Regions from separate parts of the Xenopus laevis genome. Here region 1 is linked to region 2. The links are chromatin contacts, called in public Hi-C maps. All regions are on one chromosome and are shown on one strand. The core of a region is the stretch at or near the end of the contact, and the rest is flanking DNA. Distances in the headings are between cores, read along the strand shown. Region 1 holds the start of adcy9.L (adenylate cyclase 9 L homeolog). Region 2 overlaps adcy9.L (adenylate cyclase 9 L homeolog).

What was found. A called contact is a pair of places that touch in the nucleus more often than the background predicts.
Region 1: a Hi-C map of the XL177 cell line shows a contact between it and region 2, with 4 times the contacts expected there. The contact joins the promoter of adcy9.L here to the enhancer-like site in region 2. A contact is called at or near these places in 3 of 4 Hi-C or Micro-C datasets (the XL177 cell line, the XTC cell line and animal cap).

What each region holds. Positions count from the first base shown.
Region 1 is chr9_10L:116,807,267-116,814,904 of Xenopus_laevis_v10.1, forward strand. It overlaps adcy9.L (adenylate cyclase 9 L homeolog), which reads right to left and starts at 1,439. Exons shown (of 15, transcript NM_001085833.1): 1 at 1,121-1,439; 2 at 1-1,118. The coding sequence starts at 1,144.
Region 2 is chr9_10L:116,744,314-116,751,674 of Xenopus_laevis_v10.1, forward strand. adcy9.L (adenylate cyclase 9 L homeolog) reads right to left here. Exons shown (of 15, transcript NM_001085833.1): 3 at 4,883-5,067. Among protein-coding and RNA genes, the nearest start is that of crebbp.L, 51 kb to the left of the region's middle. Within about 2 kb of position 5,043, at least 1 of the 7 cell types and tissues checked has an H3K27ac peak or open chromatin away from gene starts, as enhancers often do.

The DNA of each region.
Region 1 (7,638 bases), core at 189-2,688, 59 kb after region 2:
ATAACTGAATGAATCATTCTCTCTTTAAGTGCTTTCTCCACTTCCAAGTCCTTGCCATGCATAATGGACTGGCCAACTTTTAAGAAGGTGCTACGAGATCGGACCTCAGACATTATGAAAAGATGAACACCTATAGCATGAATGCAAACATGCAACAGTGCCTTGCTGAGAAGCTCCCAGTGGGCCATCCTACCCACTAACAGAACAAAACAGCTTTCATCTCTAAAGTGATATCCAAATGTTTCAAACAGAATTGAGTAAGCAACACCAAGGCAGGCACTGAGGTACAGAGGCAAGTGCATGACTGTGTAGAGGAGAAGCAGGACTTCCACACATATGGAGAAACTGCCCACCTGAGAGAGGCAAGAGGATGAACCTGTTGCTGAAAAGGATGTAAGGTTTGAGAGACTGTCACTCCCTAATCCAGGGTTTAGCACTTGGAACTGAGAAGCCAAAGTCAGCGCAAAAACCAGCAGAGTAACAAGCAAGGAGATTGCTGTGCAATGGCGGGCATAAGACTTTGTAAAGGTGAAGAAAAAGAATCCTAGGCACACTATAAGGAAGCACAGGGTAGGTACCAAGTGACTAACAAGCTTGGTCTTCATGTGGACACTAAAGTAGATGCTCCACAGCAGCCCTGCTACAGAGAGGTACATGAGAGCATAACGGAACCTGCGCTGGGTCTGAGGGAAGCACCTTTCCACACAGGCTTCCTCTAGGTTATTGGAATCAAATTTAGGGTTCCACCAGTTTGATGTGGACCTCTCAAACAACTGAGGGAGCTTTTTTTGCCTTCGGGCACCCCCAGAGCCTCCAGTCTTTTTAACTCCAGACTCTCCTGAACTGCAGCTGGATGAAATACTGTACTTGCAACGTCTGGATGGCGCTTGGTGGTGCTGCCTATTGATTCTAACGGTCACGCTACTGCCGTCCCCGCTGCCATCACACCTAACCTCGGTATGATGCAGCAGCTGCTGGTTCACAGGGGAAGCCATGTTGTTGATATAGAGTTTGTCTGGGACTTTTCCCCCTACCAACTCCCCTCCACCACCTCTACTAACCCCTCCTGCTGTAAGCTTCAGACAAACAGAAGGGTTTTGACAGCTTCTAGCTTGCCCAAGACTCCAGTCACTTGTATCTCCATGCAAAGTAGTCTGTGCATTCGCTGTGCCCTGGCAGCTTCATGCAGCAACAAGGCACAATCTCCAATGTCTTCAGACTCAGGCAGACCCTTCCAGGATAAGGCGATACAGTGCATACATTTCTGTGTATGTACGTATCTATGCTTAACAGACCAGAGGCTTGTCAAACCCGCCGAGGATCATTTCCCCCCTCCTCCCCTCTGTAAATATTTAGGATCTGCTCAGTCAGAAATGCAAGCCCTGATATAGACAGATATATGTCATCCAAGGCAGGGGGCTCCATCTGTCTTTGGGGAAAGCATCCAAAATCCACTTCAGAATAATCCAATCAGGAGCTTCAGTGGTAGATAGTCCCTGTTTTTATTATAGGTGGGCTCCTTTGAAAATGCTTTAGCCCTTTTGAAAGTACTGCAGTTTCCAGTAGGGTGGTCTTCTTGGTGTGTGTCTGTTATGGGTGTCAATGGATTGCTGCCCCTTCCTTTTCACTGTCTCTTCTTCAGTGGGGTACAGCAGTGCATCTATGTCTGACGAGGGGAACACAGAGAAGAATCTGAGGCTCTTTTTCTGTCTCTTCAGCCATGAGGGGCCTCTGGCAACCGCACAGACAGGCCGCTCTCCCTTTCCTGACTGATTTTCCTATGCTGTGCCGACAAGGGAGGGAGGAGGAGTAGGAGGAGAGGAGACGGGAGGGGGCAGGCAGAGACAGGAGGGATGGGAAAAGGGGCTACACAGGAAAATAGACCGTTACACGTACGTGATTGTAGGGAAAAAAAAAACCCGAGAAGGGCAAATATAAAGTAAAAGAGTCCGACCTCCCCCCCCCCCTTTATTTCTACTTGGCGCACTCCGTGCCTTATATAAAGGAGTGCGGCTACATGTTTAATATCAGTTTTTTTAAGTAGTCGGCTGTTGCTGTTGCTCTGAGTGGGCAGGGCATGTCCCAGCACACTTATCTACAATTTCGCTGACATTTTCACAAACCCGCGGAGCCCATGGTGGCTCCCAGTGCAAAGGGTGGGTGTTAACTCTTCGTTGTCTAGAGAAAAAAAAAAAGGAGGCGGGCATTTTTGTGTGAGGTACAGTAATGGGGTTAATTGATGCCTCATTTATAGGTGCGTCAGTCAGAAAAGGGCGGCAACGTGTGAGTCGCAATCAAGCAAGACCTTGTTGGATGTAGAACTGCAGCTCTTTTCAACCTTGCTGACAGTTGCACTCACTTACTTTGATGGCTGTACATTTTCTCAAACACAGGAGTACGTTGATGAGGGAAATGTTATCAGGTCCTCCCTGTTAAATGGTATGGGGCACAGCAGGTCTGGACTGAGAATTAAAACAGGCCCTGGCATTTGAGGTTCACAGAGGCCCAATCAGCCCACACAGAGGCCCAAACTGCCCCCACCAGCCCACTAAATAGTGACTTTCTATGGGACCTTATAGCTAGGGGTTGTCAACTGGCCCGTAAAAATGATGCTTAATGCCAATGTTAATAGGAAAAATGGCAAGAATATAGGAAGGCCGGTATTTTTTTCCAGAAAAGGTGGCAACCCTACTTATAGCAGCCCCTCTGGCATTTGCCAGAACCCTGGCCTGGTGCACAGGCAAATTCCAGTCACGAGTAAACACAGGGTAGCCAAACACTGGTAAACAATATGTTTCCTGTTGGCAACATGTCATAACCTTTTTCTCTGATAATGTTGGGAATCCAGCCGCCATTGACTAATAACCTGGGCCTCCGTTGACGAACAGTAAAAACCCGGGTCTCCGTTGAATAGCAGTAATAACCTGCGCTGGTGCTCTCGTGGGTCAGTCATTTATCGGAAATTGCTAATCGCCTGACCCTTGTGTGTGCCGGCAGAGCCCAGGTAATCAGCTTATTAATAGGGCCAAAAACAATAGTCTCCATGCCCAATATATGTATCAGTGCAGTCACATATTTGATGGCTGTTGAGGGAAAGGTTATCAGGTTCTCGCTGTTTAATGGTATGGCGCACACGCAAATTCCAGTCACGAGTAAACACCTGGGCCTTGCCTGTACCCTTGCAGGTCAGTCAATTATTGGAAATTGCTAATCGCCTGATTCTTGTATGTACCGGCAGGGTCCAGGTAATCAACCTTAATTGGTGGAGGGACCAATGTCCTAAGGGAGGATTCTTGCCTTGTCCCTTTAAACTGTCTTTTCTTTGGCTATTCCTTGCAAGGCAACCACTCATAATTGAGTCATCAGTCAATTGGATTATTTATAGGGCCAAAACAATGGTCTCTGTGCCCAATATACGGATAGTGACGCAGTGTATCAGGTTGAGCTGGCCCCTAATCTCTGTCCAAATAGAGAAAGATCTACAAAATTCACAAATCTTGACATGTATGGCCAGCCTTAAACTACAAGATCTTTTTTTTTTAAACTTGTCGAGAGGGCCTTTACTTTTTGCCTATGGGTGAGTAGATTATATTGTTGTTGTTTGGCCTTTATGCCCTACAGAATTGCTGCCAAATCAAACACATAGGCTAGTTAGCTCATAATTGAGGCTGCACTGATGTCTCACTTGGAGTTATGGAGCCTCACCTGTTGGCTTGTAGTTGCCATCATTTGATACCTTTTTCACAAACGTATATTGAAATTGATCAGTCAGGGCCACGCTGTCACTGTGGGACCTCCACAGTTGCAGGAATTTCTCCCATTATTATAACCCTGTCGGATACACTACATTTTCAATAACTGCAGGTTACAGAATGAAGCACACACTGATAAATGTTTTCTGGCCATAAGATCATTGAAATTCTTGTGTGAAAAGCAGGAACGTTTCCAAGGACAATCATTTCCAGGGAGGACAGATTAAATACGAGGACTGGATTTGTGGAAAGCATGACTTTCAACTATGAATTAATTCCACGTCTTGCATGCCAAATTAGCAGTTAAATTGTGTGTTGTAAACTGCATTGCTTTCTCTGCAGCCAAGAAGAATGCTCTTTGAATTTACATCACTTATTGATTAGACTTTCAGCAGTTGAATTGTAAATATGCCTGTTAAATGGGGTAGATTCAGCAACCCTGTAGGCTGAAAGAGTGTGGTAGAGCACAATAACACACCACTATTTCCTTTATCTTCAATGGAGGATATTATCATTGGCTAAGTAATGGGGTGAGATGGTGCCTATAGTAGCAGGAGGGGTAATAGCCTATAGGAAGGGACAGTGGCTGTGGGATAGCAAGTATAGTAGGGAGATATGGTGCCTATAGTAACAGTGGGAGAATAGTCTCTGGGAAGGGAGTGTGACTGTTGGATAGCAGGTATAGAAGGAGAGATGGTGCTTATAGTAACAGTGGGATAATAGTCTCTGGGAAGGGAGTGTGATTGTGGGATAGTAGGTATAGTAGGGAGAGATGATGTCTATAGTAACAGTGGGATAATAGTCTCTGGGAAGGGAGTGTGACTGTGGGATAGCAGGTATAGTAGGGAGAGATGGTGCCTATAGTAACAGTGGATAATAGTATCTGGGAAGGGAGTGTGACTGTGGGATAGCTGGTATAGTAAGGAGAGATGGTGCCTATAGTAGTAGTGGGATAATAGTCTCTGGGAAGGGAGTGTGACTGTGGGATAGCAGGTATAGTAGGGAGAGATGGTGCCTATAGTAACAGTGGGATAATAGTCTCTGGGAAGGGAGTGTGACTGTGGGATAGCAGGTATAGTAGGGAGAGATAGTGTCTATAGTAACAGTGGGATAATAGTCTCTGGGAAGTGAGTGTGACTGTGGGATAGCAGGTATAGTAGGGAGAGATGGTGTCTATAGTAACAGTGGGATAATAGTCTCTGGGAAGGGAGTGTGACTGTGGGATAGCAGGTATAGTAGGGAGAGATGGTGCCTATAGTAACAGTGGATAATAGTCTCTGGGAAGGGAGTGTGACTGTGGGATAGCAGGTATAGTAGGGAGAGATGGTGCCTATAGTAACAGTGGGATAATAGTCTCTGGGAAGGGAGTGTGACTGTGGGATAGCAGGTATAGTAGGGAGAGATGGTGCCTATAGTAACAGTGGGATAATAGTCTCTGGGAAGGGAGTGTGACTGTGGGATAGTAGGTATAGTAGGGAGAGATGGTGCCTATAGTAACAGTGGGATAATAGTCTCTGGGAAGGGAGTGTGATTGTGGGATAGCAGGTATAGTAGGGAGAGATGGTGCCTATAGTAACAGTGGGATAATAGTCTCTGGGAAGGGATTGTGGCTTTGGGACAGGCCCGGACTGGCAATCTGTGGGTTCTGGCAAATGTCAGAGGGGCTGCAGTGAGGTCCCATAGACAGTCACTATTTAGTGGGCTGGTGGAGGACTGTTTGGGCCTCTGTGTACTTAGAATGCCAGAGCCTATTTTGACTCCCAGTCCAGACCTGCTGTGGGATAGCAGGGATAATAGTGTCTGTAAAGGGACTGTGGCTTTGGGATAGTAGGGCTTTGGGATAGTAGTAGTGTTCCATGACCACAGAACGGCATAAGGCCCAAACTCATAGAATTCCAAGGAGTTGTCTAAGATCCACATTATGTTTTATTAAAAAAAAAATCCCTGTCACATTTATCAGCAGAGGGAGACTGAGAAATTAATGGAAAACATGTGCGTAATACTGGAGCTAAACTTGTAGTGAGCTGCATTCCCCTGGATCATGTGTATTGTTTGGCATGGCTGCAACTCTGCACTTGGTTTTCCACTGACCGTGCCACTTTGGCTCCCATTTTCGACAGAGTGGCATTGACTCGCGTTGTAAGTTTGTGCAGAGCGTTTGATATAGTACACATGAAAGAGAAATGCTGCTCTCTTGTGGTAAATTGCTGAACTGCAATGGCAATTGTTTTCAGACAGTTGCACACCTTTCCCTAAAAGCAATGTTCATTTGTTCTTTGTTTTCTACTTCAGGAATGGTACCTTTGATTGGTCTAGCGTGACTTCAGTTAAAAGGTAACTATTTGCTATTTATTCTTACCAATGTACAGTTATTGGTTATATGTAAATGTATACTGCAGTCGATAGTAGTTCCTTTCTGTTCTGGTCTGACTCTTGGGAAAAATGTAGCAGAAGTCTGTTCTACTCCCGGTCTGTTAATCAGTTGCCTTGTGCTACATTGTTTCAAGAGTCTGAACCAGAAATACAGATAACATAAACAGCTGACAAATACTTCTGCCAATAGAAATTAATTTACTAATAATTTTAAAACCATTGAATATTTACCTTCAACTTTGAGTAAATTTTAGCACTTTGCACTTGCCCTTGCTTTTGTAAATTAGTCTTTTTGTCTCAAACATTTAGGACATTGATACATTCATTGAACCTAATTGTTTAGTAGTCCCGCTGGCAGGCAACATATAGCCTGGACTCGCTTCCCATCCCTTTCAGTGGCAATTGTCTGGACCTAGAAACAAAATTTCTTCCATACACCACGTACTTGAATCACCAGGGTGCATTCACTTCTTTGGCTGCTCCCAAGCCCAATCCTATCCAGTAGGGATGCACCGAATCCAGGATTCGGTTCAGGAATCCTTTTGCCCAGCCAAACCAAATCCGAATCCTAATTTTCATATGCAAATTAGGGGCAGGGAGGGAAATGGTGTGACTTTTTGTCAGAAAACAAGGAAGTAGAAAATGTTTTCCCCTTCCCACCCCTAATTTGCATATGCAAATTAAGGTTCGGTTTTGGTTCGGTATTCGGCCAAATCTTTCGCAAAGGATTCTGGGGTACTTTTTTCCATACAAAGTCGCTGAATTGTCTGGACCCACCTGGTACATTCATGGATAAGCCATTGCCACTGAAGTGAATGTGCCAGGGATTTCTGCATGTGCCACTGACCTTAAATGTAATTTAATGGATTTTCTAGCAACTGCTAATGGGTCACCCCAGTAACATCAGATAACTTTCTTCTTGGTAACTTAAAGGAAATCTAATCCCCAAAATAAATACTTAACCAACAGATAGTTTATATTGTATTAAGTGGCCTATTAAATAATCTTACCAAACCGGAATATATACATAGAAACCTTCACCTGGAGTGCTGTCCAGGTCCTGTATGTTTTTTTTACTAGCACCCAGGTTTTGCTGCAGCCTACGATGTGCACCCTCTGGACTATATATATATATATATATAGTCCAGAGGGTAGTTGGCCAGCTTAAATATATTGCAATATATGGACAAACAATCCCTGTTTTGTTTAAAGGGTAAGGCATTTTTCAGTAGCAGTATGCACAAAATGTCTCTGTCTTAAATATATTGATAATGGGTTGAGTGCTGAGGACTCTTGTAATTGTATATATATATATATATATATATATATATATATATATATATATATATATATATATATATACATACATATACAATTACAAGAGTAATATATATATATATATATATATATATATATATATATATTATTTATAGTTAAAATTGCACTTTTATATCTGTTCCCTCGTGCCACCTGCCAGAAATACTGCAGCTGTAACTGATGTGTGGGAGTAAAA
Region 2 (7,361 bases), core at 3,793-6,292:
CCCATACTAGTAAAACAGTCCCCAGACATCTTGTTAGGGGAACAGAATTCAATATAAAGCCCACTGGAGATTGTGTGGAACAGATAAATAAGTTCATTCCTTGCAGTTGACACAATTCAGTGAGGGAATGACGCTCGCCTGCCACTAGAACATGACGTATGTGTGAGCGCTGCCCTTCTCTCTGCCTGTGGGAGGCCTTGGCACATTAATGGACTGGGATTCAATAAAAGCCTCATTACTTTTGCTTTCTACTCACTTCCCCATTGGGAGATAGACCCAGGGGATCTGTAATTAATTGCTGCTAATGAGAACAGAGTGTGGCAGGGGACCCTTCCTGTGGAACACACTTCATATCCTGCAGAGATCGACCCTTAACCCTTTCCTGCACAGCTCTGCCTTCAACAAAGGTTGGGCTGAGCATCATCTTACTGACCCATTTTTGTCTGGGATGAGCTCCATTATACATATGTACGTTAATTAGGGCTATATATATATATATATATATATATATATATATATATATATATATATATATATATATATATATATATATATATATATATATATATAGGTGTGGTGTAATACAAACTTTCTCCAACTCTGCGGAGCCAGTGGCTGCAGCAAAATAATCCTCCAAATAGAATCCCAGTTTATATTTTTAAATCTGACTCCGTGATCTTCGTCCCTGCAAAATCTCTAAACAGGTGCCAACTGCTCTACAAAAAAACAAACAAAGCTGCTTGAGTTCTACATGGCTGGGAAGTAAGGCGGGGGCTCCCCCTGCTGTTCATAAGTATAATTGTTTCGCTGCAGAGCAGTTAGGGACCGTCTAAAAATTCCTATCCACAGCAGTAAATGAAGGGAGAATTTCACTGCATACAGTCAGGTTTCTTATAAAAACGGTACACATTTTTAAATCATAATATATTGGAGATAGGTTTCTTTTTCATTAAAGAAAGTAAAAGTGGTATTTTATTTTTTTGCCATTACATGCCCTTTAAAGAGGTTGTTCACCTTTGAGATAACTTTTAGTATAAAGAGTGATATTCTGAGACAATTGCAAATGGTTTTCATCTTTTATTATTTGTGATTTAGCTTTTTATTCAGCAGCTCTTCAATTTGCATCTTCAACAATCTGGTAACCATGTATTGTTTTGAATAAGAGACTGGAATATGAATAGGAGAGGGGCTGAATAGAAGGATCAGTAATAAAAAGTAACAATAACAATACATTTGTAGCTTTACAGAGCATTTGTTTTTTAGAAGGGAGTCAGCGACGCCCATTTGAAAGCTGCAAAGAGTCAGAAGAAAAAGGCAAATAACTATAAAACTAAAAAATAAATAATGAAAACCAATTGAAAAGTTGCTGTAACATAATATGTATATTTTATAGAAAGACATTCAATTGGCCTTCATTATTTCTATAGTTTTTTTTTCTTTTAAATTATTTGCTTTTTTCATCAGACTCTTTCCAGTTTTCGAATGGGGGTCACTGACCCCATGTAAAAAGACCAATGCCCTGTAAGGCTACACATGTATTGTTATTGTTACTATTTCTAGTCTGGCTCTCTTGCTTTTCTTACCAAAAGCAGCCGTGTGCCTGCACCGAGCTGACGCAATGGTTCCAGGTGTAGGCAGGAGAGGAGGCTGATGCCTAAATAGGGGCTAATATTTGGCCTGCCTGTTTCAGCGGGCGGATTTTAGCCCCCGTGTGTGACACTAGCCTTTGAAACAGTCTAGCAGCTGATTAAGAGGTTTGAGAAGAATCATGCAAGGTTGGCTTCTGCTACATTGTTTCTACAGACAGAAAGTGTGCTTTCAGCGTTTCATTGGGCAAAGTTTAATATTTGGGGTTGTATCCCCTTTAAAAGGGGTGGTTCGCCTTTATATTTAACTTTTAGTATGTTATAGAATGGTAAGTTCTAAGCAACTTTTCAATTGGCCTTTGTTATTATTTTTTGTATAGTTTTCTTAATTATTTGCCTTTATTCTTCTGACTCTTCCCAGCTTTCAAATGGGAGTCCCTGACCCCATCTAAAAACAAATGCTCTGTAAGGCTACAACTGTATTGTTATTGTTACTTTTTATTAGTGATGGGCGAATTTATTCGCCAGGTGCGAATTCGCAGAAAATTCCCACAATTTGCTGCCGGTGAATAAATTAGCAAATTGCCACAAAAATTGCTGGCAAAAATTTGGCAGCGTCCAAAAAAAATGGACCCCGGGGTCGGTTTTTTTGGACGCTGGCGCATTTTTGCCGTTACAAATGAGACCCTGGCGTCGTTAGCAAATTTTTCAAAATTTTTTCTATTCAGGCTTCTCCTATTCATATTCCAGTCTCTTTATTCAAATCAATACATGGTTGCTAGGGTAATTTGGGTCCTTGCAACCAGATTGCTGAAATTGCTTCTGCTGTATAAAAAACTAAATAACTAAAAAAACAAAAATAATAAAAAATGAAAACCAATTGCAAATTGTCTCAGAATATCACTCTCTACATCATACTAATAGTTAATTTAAAGGTGAACAACCACTTTAAAAACAGGAACCCCATGAATTTCTGCCTTATGCATTTCATACCTTCTGGTACTTATTTTTAGGGAAAAGGGACCCACTGATTTCAGCAGTTCCAAACGCTGTTAACCCTTCCCTTCAATTGATTAAAACCAATAAGAACAAAATCAATGTAAACATCATGCTGGATAGAAGATACATTTCACAGGCCAGAAGTATACATGCAAATCTGCACAACTTAAAGGAACAGTTCGGTGTACACGTAAAAACTGGGTAAATAGATAGTATGTGCAAAATAAAAAATGTATCTAATATAGTTTGTTAGCCAAAAATATCATGTATAAAGGCTGGAGTGACTGGATGTCTAACATAATAGCCAGGACACTACTTCCTGCTTTTCAGCTCTCTAACTCTGAGTTAGTCAGCGACTTGAAGGGGGGCCACGTGGTACATAACTGTTCAGTGAGTTTGCAATTGATACAATTGATTCAGCTCAGATTCAAAAGCAACATGTGGCCCATGTGGGCCCCCCTCAAGTCTCTGATTGGTTACTGCCTGGTAAACAGGGTAACCAGTCAGTGTAAACCATGAGAGCTGAAAAGCAGGAAGTAGTGTCCTGGCTATTATGTTAGACATCCAGTCACTCCAGCCTTTATACATTACATTTTTGGCTAACTAACTATATTGAAACATTTTTTATTTTGCACAGCCTATCTATTTACCCAGTTTTTATTTTCACACTGAACAATTCCTTTAATACATATAGCTTACCAACAATATAAAGTTACTAAAACGGACATGTCCTAGTGAAGTGCGGGTCTGGATTTTCTTGACCTGCAACTGCCGCCTCCCCTCTAGTTCTAGGCCTGCCCTGCCCCACAATGATGTCACAAAAGGGGCGTGGCAAGTGTGTCTATAAAAACAGATGCCGGAAGCAGGAAGCCGGCAGTGTGCGGTCAAGGGCAGGGAGAACAGGCAGAAAAGCTTAACCCGAATCTGCCCGCAACCCGCAAAGGAAGTGCTGAAGTCGGTCTAAACCCGCCTGACCCGCGGGTAAACATCACTACCACGTGCACTTAAATATATCACATACATACAGATTACAATTAAAAGCTAAATAACTCAAAAAACACATAATTAAAAATGAAAACCAATTGCAATTTGTCTCAGAATATCACTCTCTACTTCATACTAGATGCCCTTTAAAAGGCATGTAAAGGCAAAAAAATAAAATCCCATTTTTACTTTCTTTAATGAAAAAGAAACCTATCTCCAATAAACTTTAATTTAAAAATGTTTACCTTTTTTATAAGAAACCTGACTGTATGCAGTGAGATATGTCCCAAGGCTCATCTTCAGTAAAAATAAATATTTATTATTTACATTTTTAAAAAATATTATGATACATACTGACCCCACATGGCCCACCTTACGCGTTTCGCACCCTCCAGCGCTTAGTCATCTATGACTAAGTGCCGGAGGGTGCGAAACCATTTTTAAAAATGTGAACAATAAATATTTATTTTTACTGAAGATGAGCCTTGGGACATTTATCTTTTTGATATCAATTTTTGTGGGTTGATTGCCTTTTGAACCGGGGCATGTCCCTCTGGCTCTGCCTTAGGCTACTGGACTCCTGATTATGAAATACTGTATGCAGTGAGATTCTCCATTCATTTACTGCTGTGGATAGGAATTGTCACAGTCCCTAACTGCTCTGCAGAGAAACAATCATACTTATGAACAGCAGGGGGAGCCCCCACCTTACTTCCCAGCCATGCAAAAATCAAGCGGCTTTGTTTGTTTCCCTGTAGAGCAGTCGGCAACTATTTAGAGATTTGTATTGGATTTTATTTTTGCCTTTACATTCCCTTTACTGTTTTCAACTCCAGATGCAGGGACAAAGATCATGGAGCCAGATTTAAACAGATAAACTGGGATTCTATTTGGAGGATTATTTTGCTGCAGCCACTGGTTCTGCAGAGTTGGAGAAAGTTTGTATTAAACAATACAAAAACGATAAAATCCACATTAGATTACATGACAACACAGGACCCAGTGCAGTCTGCATATTCTGATTATTAATCAGTTTTGCTGTATTGGCTTCTGGCAGATATTATTTGACTTGTGCTGTTTTGATAATTTATGACGATCCCTAAGCAGCTCAGACTATACTGAGCATGTGCACAGTCTTGGTCTTGCAAAGATGTTTAACAATGTTACAAGATGGTGACCACCTGTGGCCAACTTTGAAAGCATAAATCATTTGTTTGATTAGGCTACTGTTGCAGTAAGTTCATGTTTACAAAATACAGGATTTCGAGACTTTACTGGACAGGCAGACATAAAGACGTGGCCCTCTTGCTCACCTTGAGTGTCTCTGGCTGAGTGCAGTTAGTGTGACTGTCGCTGGTCTCGCTGATTGCCGCTTGGACGTGGGGGGCTAAGGAAGGGCTGCTGAGGTCGGTCCCCTCTTGCACCGGAATCAGGGTCTGGGAGCAGCTGCAGCTGGGCACACGAGTTCTGCGCCCGGAGATCAGGAATGTCTTTAATCCTGCGACACATGGCAAGAGAGAGAGAGAAAAGGTCATCAACAAAGCGGCTCCATTACCTTATCTGTCAGTAAAGGGGAACTGCACTTGTGATAATGCACCCGGGGGTGACCGGAAGCTTATCAATACTTCTCCTAGCACTGTCTGTTTTCTATGAGATTCCCATGATAAAAATCCACCATAGCAGGGATACTCATCCTGTCTTACATGCATTGAAGCTACCCAACACGTATTTGTTGCTGAACTACAACCCCCAGCAACCTGAAAAACATGAATCCCAGGACTTATGACACTTTGACAGGTATAGAGCTGCTTGCTGTTGATCCCTGCATGAGTCCGACTGTGCCGGAGAGATTTAGGAACAGTGTTTAGATGAATTTAAGGCTTTCCCCCAAGAGCTGTAGTAGAACTATATATAGATTTTAGGATTAGTGAGGATTCCCCTACAACTGGGGAATACTGCCAATGTGTTAGGTACACTAGGTATACATATTTTTTCTGTTTAACTCTGGTTAGTAGTGATGGGCAATAAATTCTCCTGCAAATATCCGCGTTTCGCCTACGGCGAATACATTTGTGAATCTCCCCCGAAAATTCGCCAGTGTCAATTTCTGATTTTCACGATTTTTTCATGAAAACGTTTGAATTGCTTGATTTTTTTGTGAAGGCTTTGGAATTGCTCGATTTTTTAGCGAAAACGTTCGAATTGCTAGATTTTTTCGTGAAAACTTTCGAATTGCTCAAGTTTTTTTGGGAAAATGTTCGAATTGTTCGATTTTTTTTGTAAAAGTTGCTCGATTTTATTGAAAACATTCGAATTGTTTGATTTTTCGTGAAAGCATTGGAATTGCTCGATTTTTTTGTGAAAACGTTGGAATTGCTCGATTTTTAAGTGATAACGTTCGAATTGCTCGATTGTTTTGTGAAAACACAATTTTTTTTCGTAAACTTTCAGATTTCACGGTTTTTCAAGAATTTTTTGCCGTTTTTTTGCGGGAAATTTGTGAATTTTACAGCGAAGCCAACTGGGAGAAATTCGCCCATCAATACTGGTTAGTTACCAATAGTATGTGATTGGATAATTATGACTAAGTGCGCTCTAGGCACAAAGTGCGTAAGGCTATTCCAATTTTGAGATGCTTTTTCCTTAAATAAATGATTTTTTTTATCTGCACCATTTTGAACATGTCGGTTCAGTTTGTGCCAGTCCATCTACATATCGTGTACAGACTTTGGAGCCTCCATTGAGCTGAAGGTGTGGGTCATGTTCACCCAGAACCCCCCAAATTTATTGGTGAGTTTATATAGTGAATAAAGTACCCCCTCTTGTAAAATATAAGGATATTATAAGTTACCGAGGAGTTTCATGACCAAATAAAAACACGAGGCCGAAGGCCGAGTGTTTTTATATAGGTCATGGAACTCCGAGGTAGCTTCTAATATCCTCATATTTTACAACTGGGGGTATTTTATTAATTATAATACACAAATTTTAGTGAGTCATGTGACAGAAATTACATCACTACTCACCGTTTATAACTGATGACATCACTACTCCCCGTTTATAAGGATATAATTTACAGGATATTCATGGCTTTTGTGTATTATAAATGGATAATATAGATCAGAATATTGGAAATAACATTATACGTGCATACAAATAAATCCCCAAGAATAGTGCCGGTTCAGATCACGAGCTGCTGCTGATTATTCTCTAGCCCTGGTGCTACAGGCAGTTACTGGTATCTGCAACATCCTCTAACTGAATTATCCAGCGAACAAACAAACAGCAAATGCATTTAGGGCTCAAATGGCGTGTGCACAAAAGAGCCTGCGGGGGGAAAGCAATAAACGAGCACAATCCTGAATATGAAATGAAGCCTTGCGACAGTAAACACAACTGGCAAAGGCATAAGTGATTATATTCCTCCATCACCAGCAGGTGGCAGCAGTCGCACAAACATAATAATAGACGCATTTGTGGGCAGAGCAAAAGATGGAATGGGGGTGGGGGGCACAATTTTAAAGATAAATTCAGTGTGTTTTTATTTTTGAAAGGGAAGCATCAATATTTCCAAATGCACTTTCTTGCTGTTCCTTTAAAAACCCATTTGTTTCACAACGGCTTGAATTTTAGTTCATAAGCCTGCAGGGCAATGAGTTTGCCCCCCCCCCCCCCGAACATTGGTTAAATGGGGGTCCTGCCATCTGGTCGCAATGATCACTTCTGCTTAGGGCATTCACCACAATACGGTTCAAATCAAATCTTCTTTTGTGTGGAATGGCAAACGCAGAT